Linked DNA regions of Zea mays: region 2 is linked to region 1. Evidence: chromatin contacts called from public Hi-C data. All regions are on one chromosome and are shown on one strand. The core of a region is the stretch at or near the end of the contact, and the rest is flanking DNA. Distances in the headings are between cores, read along the strand shown. Region 1 holds the start of LOC100283242 (40S ribosomal protein S16). Region 2 holds the start of LOC100285858 (prenyltransferase/ zinc ion binding protein).

Region 1 (3,744 bases), core at 591-3,090:
TGGAGGTTTCCTTGCATAATATTGAGCTACTGATCCTGGCCTGAGCCCCTTGATGATGTCTTCAATGACGATGTCATCTTGGACTGCTGGCGCATAGACCCGAAGACGTTGGAACCTTCAGACAAATGAATGAAGGTATTCATCTGGATCTTAGGTGCACTGGAACATGACTTGTGTAGTAACATGCTTTGACTAAAACCCTCAAAGCTGGTGAGAAGCATTTCTTTTAGCTTCTGCCATGAAGTGACATTCCTTGGCCGAAGCGATGAATACAAAGTCTAGGACACATTTCTGATCGCCATTACAAAGGGTTTTGCCATGACTGCTGAGTTGCCACCGTATGAAGATATGGTAGTTTCGTAACTCATGAGGAATTGCTTCAGGTCAGACAGACCATCATAGTGTAAGAGGTCTGTACATTGGTGGCCAAGGTGTTGCCTGTAACTTTGGTGTCAGTGGTGAAGCTTCATCATAAAGGAAATCTTGGAGGTTGAATGGCTCGTGATGAAAATTGTCATGGTTACGACCCTCATAGTTATGGTCCTTGTAACTATACTGATCTTGCACTTTCAATGTTACAAATTTCTTCAGTTGCTTCGTTAATCTTCTTCTGAAGCTTAGAGAGAGGAAGCACCTTCTCCTTGCGCTTCTCCATTCGGTGGTGGATTGATTCGAGGTTGTTGATTTCACAATCAAGCTCCTCGTCTTACGGTTCTGGCCTGATGGCCTTCCTCTTTTGATTCCTTACCATCATAAGGAGAGCTTCATCCCCATGGTTAGGATCCTAGGTCCTAAGGATAGAGCCAGTCGCCACTGTATTCTTCAGCGGCATGATGGGGTTGTTGCGGTCGTGGAATCACCAGAGGTGGGTGCCAATGTTGAATACTCGTTTTCAATTGCTACATGGCATCGAAAACAACGCAACACAAGTTAAATTCAAACCTTCGTTCGTAAATTATCACTTCTCCAAAGGGATAACTTAAGGACGTAAGTAAGAAGAAGGGTGTGAATAGAACAATGTTTAAATAGAAAGATGATAGAAAATGACATAAAAGACTCATCTCGTATGTCTTAGTATTTTTATTCCATATTCCGTCATATCAAATACATTTACAAACATACCTTCAACTTCTTATCACAAGATAGCTTAAAGGTGCTTCAAAGGCTAAGAAGAACGAAGCTAGGGCCCTCAAAAAGTACTTTATGTAGGGTACTGTTCATCTATTTATATGCAAGTTGAATAACTTCATAGTTTATTACAATTATGCCTATAAAGTTTACACACATGATTTACAAATGACACATGACATTGCTGTCTTTTATCTTTCTTTCTTGTTGTACAAGTCTTGTACTCCTCCTTCGTCACTTTGCGTTCGAAGTTTTCTCCATGTCGGCTAACGACTTTGGCTTGCGCCTTCGTCGCTTGTATGCATGTGGACAAAATTTTCTTTTCATTGCTTCGACTGAAGGCTAGCTTCGTCTATTCTTCAATTTAGCCTGAAACACATTAGTTTACATCGAAGAAGAGGTGTCTTGAGAACATTCAGCAAGGTAGACCCTCAACAGTGGCGAAACCCATTTTTCATAATAACACAATTCCAAAATTTTCTCCATATTAATGTAGAGGAGTGGCGGCGACTCCGACCACCACGACACTGCTAGACGACTGGCCTTTCCCATGTGGCCTTTTATCACAAGACATGAGCCTCTAGAGGCCTGGCCCAATAATTATCTTATTTAACCACAAATGGGCCCCCAAAACAACTCTGGTCTAGATCTCAAACGCTCCACGGGCCGCATACCGTTCTAACAGCCGCGGCGGCACCAGACAAAACGCTTCGTGGCTATAAAGGCCAATCCACTCTCTCTCCAGGCACCCCGAGCCGCCAAAACCCTACCGCCGCCGCGAATCCCGCACGACCCCAACCATGACCGTGCTGAGCCGCCCTACCCCGGGCACGGCCCAGTGCTTCGGGCGGAAGAAGACCGCCGTCGCGGTCGCGTACACGAAGCCGGGGCGCGGCCTGATCAAGGTGAACGGCGTCCCGATTGAGCTGATCCGACCGGAGATGCTCCGCCTCAAGGCCTTCGAGCCCATCCTGCTGGCGGGGCGGTCCCGGTTCAAGGACATCGACATGCGGATCCGCGTCCGCGGCGGCGGGAAGACGTCGCAGATCTACGCCATCCGCCAGGCCGTCGCCAAGGGGCTCGTCGCCTACTACCAGAAGTACGTCGACGAGGCCGCCAAGAAGGAGATCAAGGACATCTTTACCCGCTACGATCGCACCCTCCTCGTCGCTGACCCCCGGCGCTGCGAGCCGAAGAAGTTCGGCGGACGTGGTGCCCGCGCCAGGTTCCAGAAGTCGTACCGTTGAGCGGCTGCCTGCTCCATCTCGATTTTTCAGATCGTTGTGGGTGTTCTTCGCTTTATTTCCTATCAATGGATCTGCTTATCTGGTTCTATATCTAGCTGCTGCTTTACCATAATGTTTAGACTTTAATGCCTAGCCTGAAACCTTGTTTGCAATGTGAAATTAATGTGAGAGATTATGAAGACTATTTTGGCTAGTCCCTCTATTATGATTTTCATCATTCCAGTATTGAGAATTATGATATTGTCCCCTAATGGTTTTGTTGTGTAACAGCTGCCTTCAATTTGTCTTTGTATCTGTTTGTCTGTTTATATTCACCTACGGTAGTACCAATCTGTTTAATTCAGTTGAATGAATTGCTCAACTATATATATAGATAGAGTAGTTGCATTTTTGGTACTTGGTACTTTGGTAGTAATAGATAAAGTAACCTTGTGGTATCAATGCCTTCTAAAGTGATTTTGCTTGACTTGCACCTGTTGCTCTGATCCACTAGGGAATTGATAGGAAATGTGTCTTTAAACTCTACAAATCTAAGTGAAGGCAAGTATACAGTACAATTTTGAATGTTTTCACTCTCCATTTGCTAGCTTGAGTTTATGTTAAATGTGACAATTGAGTGGTAAGTCAATATTGCTCATCTATTCATCGATCAGCCTGTCTTATGGTATGAACCTGCATATACTCTCTGTTTTGTTACCAAAGTTTAGTTGCTTTGGTGATTATGGAAGTTCATTTTGGTAGCGAGGTTGGTGATGCAAGGTTCTTAAAACCACTGATTCTAAAACATGTACTGTCACAACCGTAGAATCTTAACTTTCAATTTGCAAAACCATATGTTTTGTAGATAAAAAATGCAGAATCAACCCTATTAATTTAGATCATGTAAACATAAAGTCAGAATGATATAATCTTGGCAGACATGGCTGTGATGCGTTTCATATGATATTTGATTGGAATAGCTAGTTTTAGTTTATGGATTATGCTCTGTTTGAGGGGACACCATTTATTTCTTCACATAGTAGTATTATTAGAGATGTGCTGCCATGTTTTTCTCTTGCAGTGACAAGTCGTTGTTCACTGGAGAGAAGAGAGAATTTGGCTGCACTCCGCTTCTCATTAGAGCTAGGGAGTACTCTTTTGTGCGCATAATTTAGTTCTGTTTTGTTGGCTGTTTGTTACATAATGATGTTTTCCTGATGGTGTGTGTTCTCTTGTACTCAAGGTTGTGCACCTTGTCCGAGAACCGAGTTCGGCGTCTTTGTTCAGTTCATAAAATGGTACAGTTTTATTTAGTTTTTCAAAATGTTCTAGTTATGATGCGTATATATTACGTATTTTCCGCTATGATTTGATGCATCCTGGGACTGGA
Region 2 (3,744 bases), core at 553-3,052, 230 kb after region 1:
TGCGCGGTTTGGTTGCAACGACCCGCGAGATCCGCGGTGAGCCGGAGGCGGTGACTACTGCTTCTGTTCGAGATCGAGCGGGGAGGGGAAATATTCTAACGAGTGGGTTCTAGGTGGCGGTGGAACAGCCGAGAGCGTGGGCGTGGTTTGGGGCGCTATCGAGGAGGCCCCACCAGCCAGCGACCCAGAAAAGGATGTGGGCACGCAACGTGTTGATCTGGGCATTGGGGCCCACTGAGTAGTGTTCCATAGCTGGCGCCCTGAGGCACTGACCACAGGGGTCCACCCACCATTGCCCCCCCTCCCCGCGCGAGCCAGCAGGTCCGAGCGAGGTAAGCGGGCAGAGGGAATTTGGGGCGGCTGAGGGTTTGAGCCCAATACGGGTACATTCTCTTTTCTTTTTCTTTTATTTTCCTTTTTATTTTCTTTTGATTTCTTTCCAAATCAAATTTCCTTTCAAATTTAAATTTGATACTGTGGCAAATTTGTCTTCAAATTACATTACACATTTAAGGTACTAACTCTGCAAATATATTTCTAGGTATATTTTATGTAAGTCTCTTATTCCTCTATTTCTTTTCTTACTTCTCTTTTATCTCTAATTTTATTTCCAAATCCTATAATTGAATGTGAATTAAATCCTTAATTCTCATTATTAATGTGCCCTTAGTAATATTATCAGTATTATTAAATGTACAAGCAACCAAAACTCCAACACGAGACATGATTTATTTTAGTGGTCTTAATCATTTGTTCTCTCATATGTGGTTATTACCATGTGATGATGAGTATGAGGCAATACATAGGTTGAGATGTACTATCTTATTTTTATCTACAAATTGGGTGTTACAGTGTAGCCCCAGGTGCATTTCTAAGGGGTCCGATTAGATCGAGCCCCAGACCACGAATGACCAGGTGACGAGGATTGTTTGGAGCGCATGCGGGCAGGTGGGTTTGTTGTGTGTAATATTGCCACCCTTCACGTGTTCGCACCACCTGGTGTGTGTGGTAGGCCAATAGAAGCCATGTCGGAAGGTGTTTCCCACGAGATGGGGCGACATGGTGTCCATAGGTCCCGCTATGGATGTCCTCTAGGAGTTGCCTCCCATGTTCGATCGAGATGCAACGTTGCTTTATTCCAATGTCCCTTTTTGTACAGGTCTTCCCCAATTAGGACAAAGGACATGGCTGATCGATGGAGCCTTCACTCCTCCGTTTCGTCCTCGGGAAGTGAGCCATTAGACAAGAAGTTATGGTACGGTATTCTCCATTCGCATACGGGACCTGTTGGGGGTCTGCACCTTCTACGACAACGACAGACTTGTGGGCTAGAGGGACCATGCCTGAGGGTTGCCTGACCTCTCGACAAGTTTCGCCATAACGAACGCTTGGTTCGAAGAGGTCGTTAGCGAAAACTGCTGGTAGGACGGTCATTCGTCCCGACGACATCTTCACAAGGGCGTTCACCACTTTATTATCCCATGCACCCCTTCACTTGTATATAAATGTAATTACTCCTTAGAATAACAGACAACAATCACTTCTCCCAAACTCGTTTTCCACTTATTCATAACATGTTATCTACACGTGCTCGTAAGAAATATTGTAATATGTACATGTGTGACCAATCTAAGAGGTACGGTAGTTATTCCTAAGAAACACATCCTTAAGATACACCTCTTCATTTATATATAAATATAATTAATCTCTGGAATAAGACAAGAGTCACTTTCTCCCAAACTGGTTTTCCACCTATTATTCATAATAGACCGCTCGCCGGCCATGCCCGTTTACCTGGGAGGTGTTTGTGTTCTGCTCCCCACGACTCCCCAGTCCCCATCCAGACAAGGGAAGGGAATACAGGCCTGCTCCGCCCTGCCTCCCCTCTCCTCTTCTTCTCTCCCCGCGCCCAACACCACGCCGGCCTCGATCCAGGCTGCCGCAGCCCGCAGGTGTCCTGGACGCCGCCCTTCCCGTCCGCCGGCGGTTGATTCCTTCTCTCCTTCCTCAGGTACGTTCGATTCGGATGAGCCCCGGCCCCTTCTTTGGATGCGCTGTGCATTTCTTTGTTGCGAGCTTTCAAATCCCCCGCCTACAATATCCCCGAAAGAAAAAAAATGTTTCTGTTTCGTCTGAAACAATAACAGTTGCAGAGATCGAGCGGCAGATGTATATTTCATCGGAAAAACTTGAGAACGCCGCTGAGCTGCTCGGCACGGCGCCTTCCCGTGTGCAGGTTCCTGGCCTGATCACAAAGCAGGCGGCGACGGCGCGGATGGAGCTCCCGGTGGCGGAGCCCGGCACGGAGCGAGGCGAGGGCCCGCTGATCCAGTGCCCGTACTGCGACTCGGAGGCGATGCACAAGCTAGCGCAGATCCTGCTACCGGGGCTCGCCGCCGTGTGCGTGGACGGCACGACGGGGGACCCGTTCCACAGCCCGTCGGTGGTGGCCGTGGACCTGCGCAGGGAGATGGTGGACTACATCACGCAGCGGAGCGAGAGCTTCATCGCGGACGCGCTGATCGAGTCGGAGGCCAATCAGGAGGGGCCCGACGCGGCGGTCCCCGACGACCCGTTCGAGGCCGTGTCCGTGTTCATGGACGACTTCGGCAGCACGAAGCGCAACATCATCGGCCACGTCTCCGGGTGGCTGCTGAGCGACAGCCGCGACGACAAGATCGACGACTTGGTGCAGGAGATGGAGGCGACCCGGTTCTGGCCGCTGGAGCGGCGGGAGGCCGTCGCCGAGACGCTGCTCAAGAACGTGGACCTCAGGACCCGGTTCCACTGCCCCGAGAAGTACGAGAGCGAGGCGCGCCTGGCGGACCACAAGCAGCAGTGCAGCTTCCGCCCCGTCGCCTGCCCCAACGACGGATGCCGCGCCAGGGTCTCCGTCCGCTGCGCGCGGGACCACGACGCCGCCTGCCCGTACAAGCCGCTCCAGTGCGAGCAGGGCTGCGAGAAGCGGCTGCTCAGGCGCGACATGGACAGGCACTGCGTCACCGTCTGCCCCATGAGGCCCATGAAGTGCCCCTTCGGATGCGACTCCTCCTTCCCCGACCGTGACCTCGAGAAGCACTGCGCCCAGTTCCTTCGGCCGCATTTGATCAAGGTGCTCAAGGCGATTCATAAGAAGGCGCGTTCGGAAGATGAGCTCAAGGACCTCGCTCTGAAGCTGGAAAAGGTTCGCCTTTTGACTCACACCTTCGTGAATGAACTAAACATACATTGCTTCTGAATCGATCCGAGTTTGCTTCCCAGATATTTTGTGATGAAACTGAGTTCGCAGGCCAATCTGGTCTGGTCACTTTGCCAGTCTTTTCATCTGGTTACAGAATAAACCATAGTTCTTCTCTTTTGTCAAAAAATGGGTTCCATTTTTGTTTGATGACAAAACATACTACAAGTTTACTGCAACTAGATGCACGCACAGGCTGATCTGGTATCCCTTGCCACGTTTTGAACTGATGATGGCTGCGCCACTCTCTACCTTCCTGCAGTACGATGGAGATGGTAAACTGGCTAAAGCTCTGGATGCAAGGCCTCTCACTAACGCTGTCAAGGACCTCGAGGCCAAGATGAAAGCTGAACACTCGAGTCGAAGGGCTGTTTTACACTGACAGACTTTACAGAATGGATAATGCCATTGTTTAGTATGAAGGGATGACGCAGCTTGTATACAGAGAAGAATATAAGTTTTGTTTTCGTTTTTTTTTTGCTTCACTTTCTCCTCCCTCACGATCA

The links. Hi-C and Micro-C count contacts between places; a contact is called where the count stands out from the background.
Region 2: a Hi-C map of endosperm shows a contact between it and region 1, with 3 times the contacts expected there. The contact joins the promoter of LOC100285858 here to the promoter of LOC100283242 in region 1. A contact is called at or near these places in 9 of 25 Hi-C or Micro-C datasets (bundle sheath, ear, endosperm and 2 more) and 1 of 3 datasets of contacts at active chromatin or transcription factors (seedling).

Annotation. Positions count from the first base shown.
Region 1 is chr2:154,119,901-154,123,644 of Zm-B73-REFERENCE-NAM-5.0, forward strand. LOC100283242 (40S ribosomal protein S16) reads left to right here and starts at 1,841. Exons shown (of 1, transcript NM_001291545.2): 1 at 1,841-2,575. The coding sequence starts at 1,929. The coding sequence ends at 2,375.
Region 2 is chr2:154,354,812-154,358,555 of Zm-B73-REFERENCE-NAM-5.0, forward strand. LOC100285858 (prenyltransferase/ zinc ion binding protein) reads left to right here and starts at 1,803. Exons shown (of 2, transcript NM_001158748.1): 1 at 1,803-3,184; 2 at 3,501-3,744. The coding sequence starts at 2,027. The coding sequence ends at 3,620.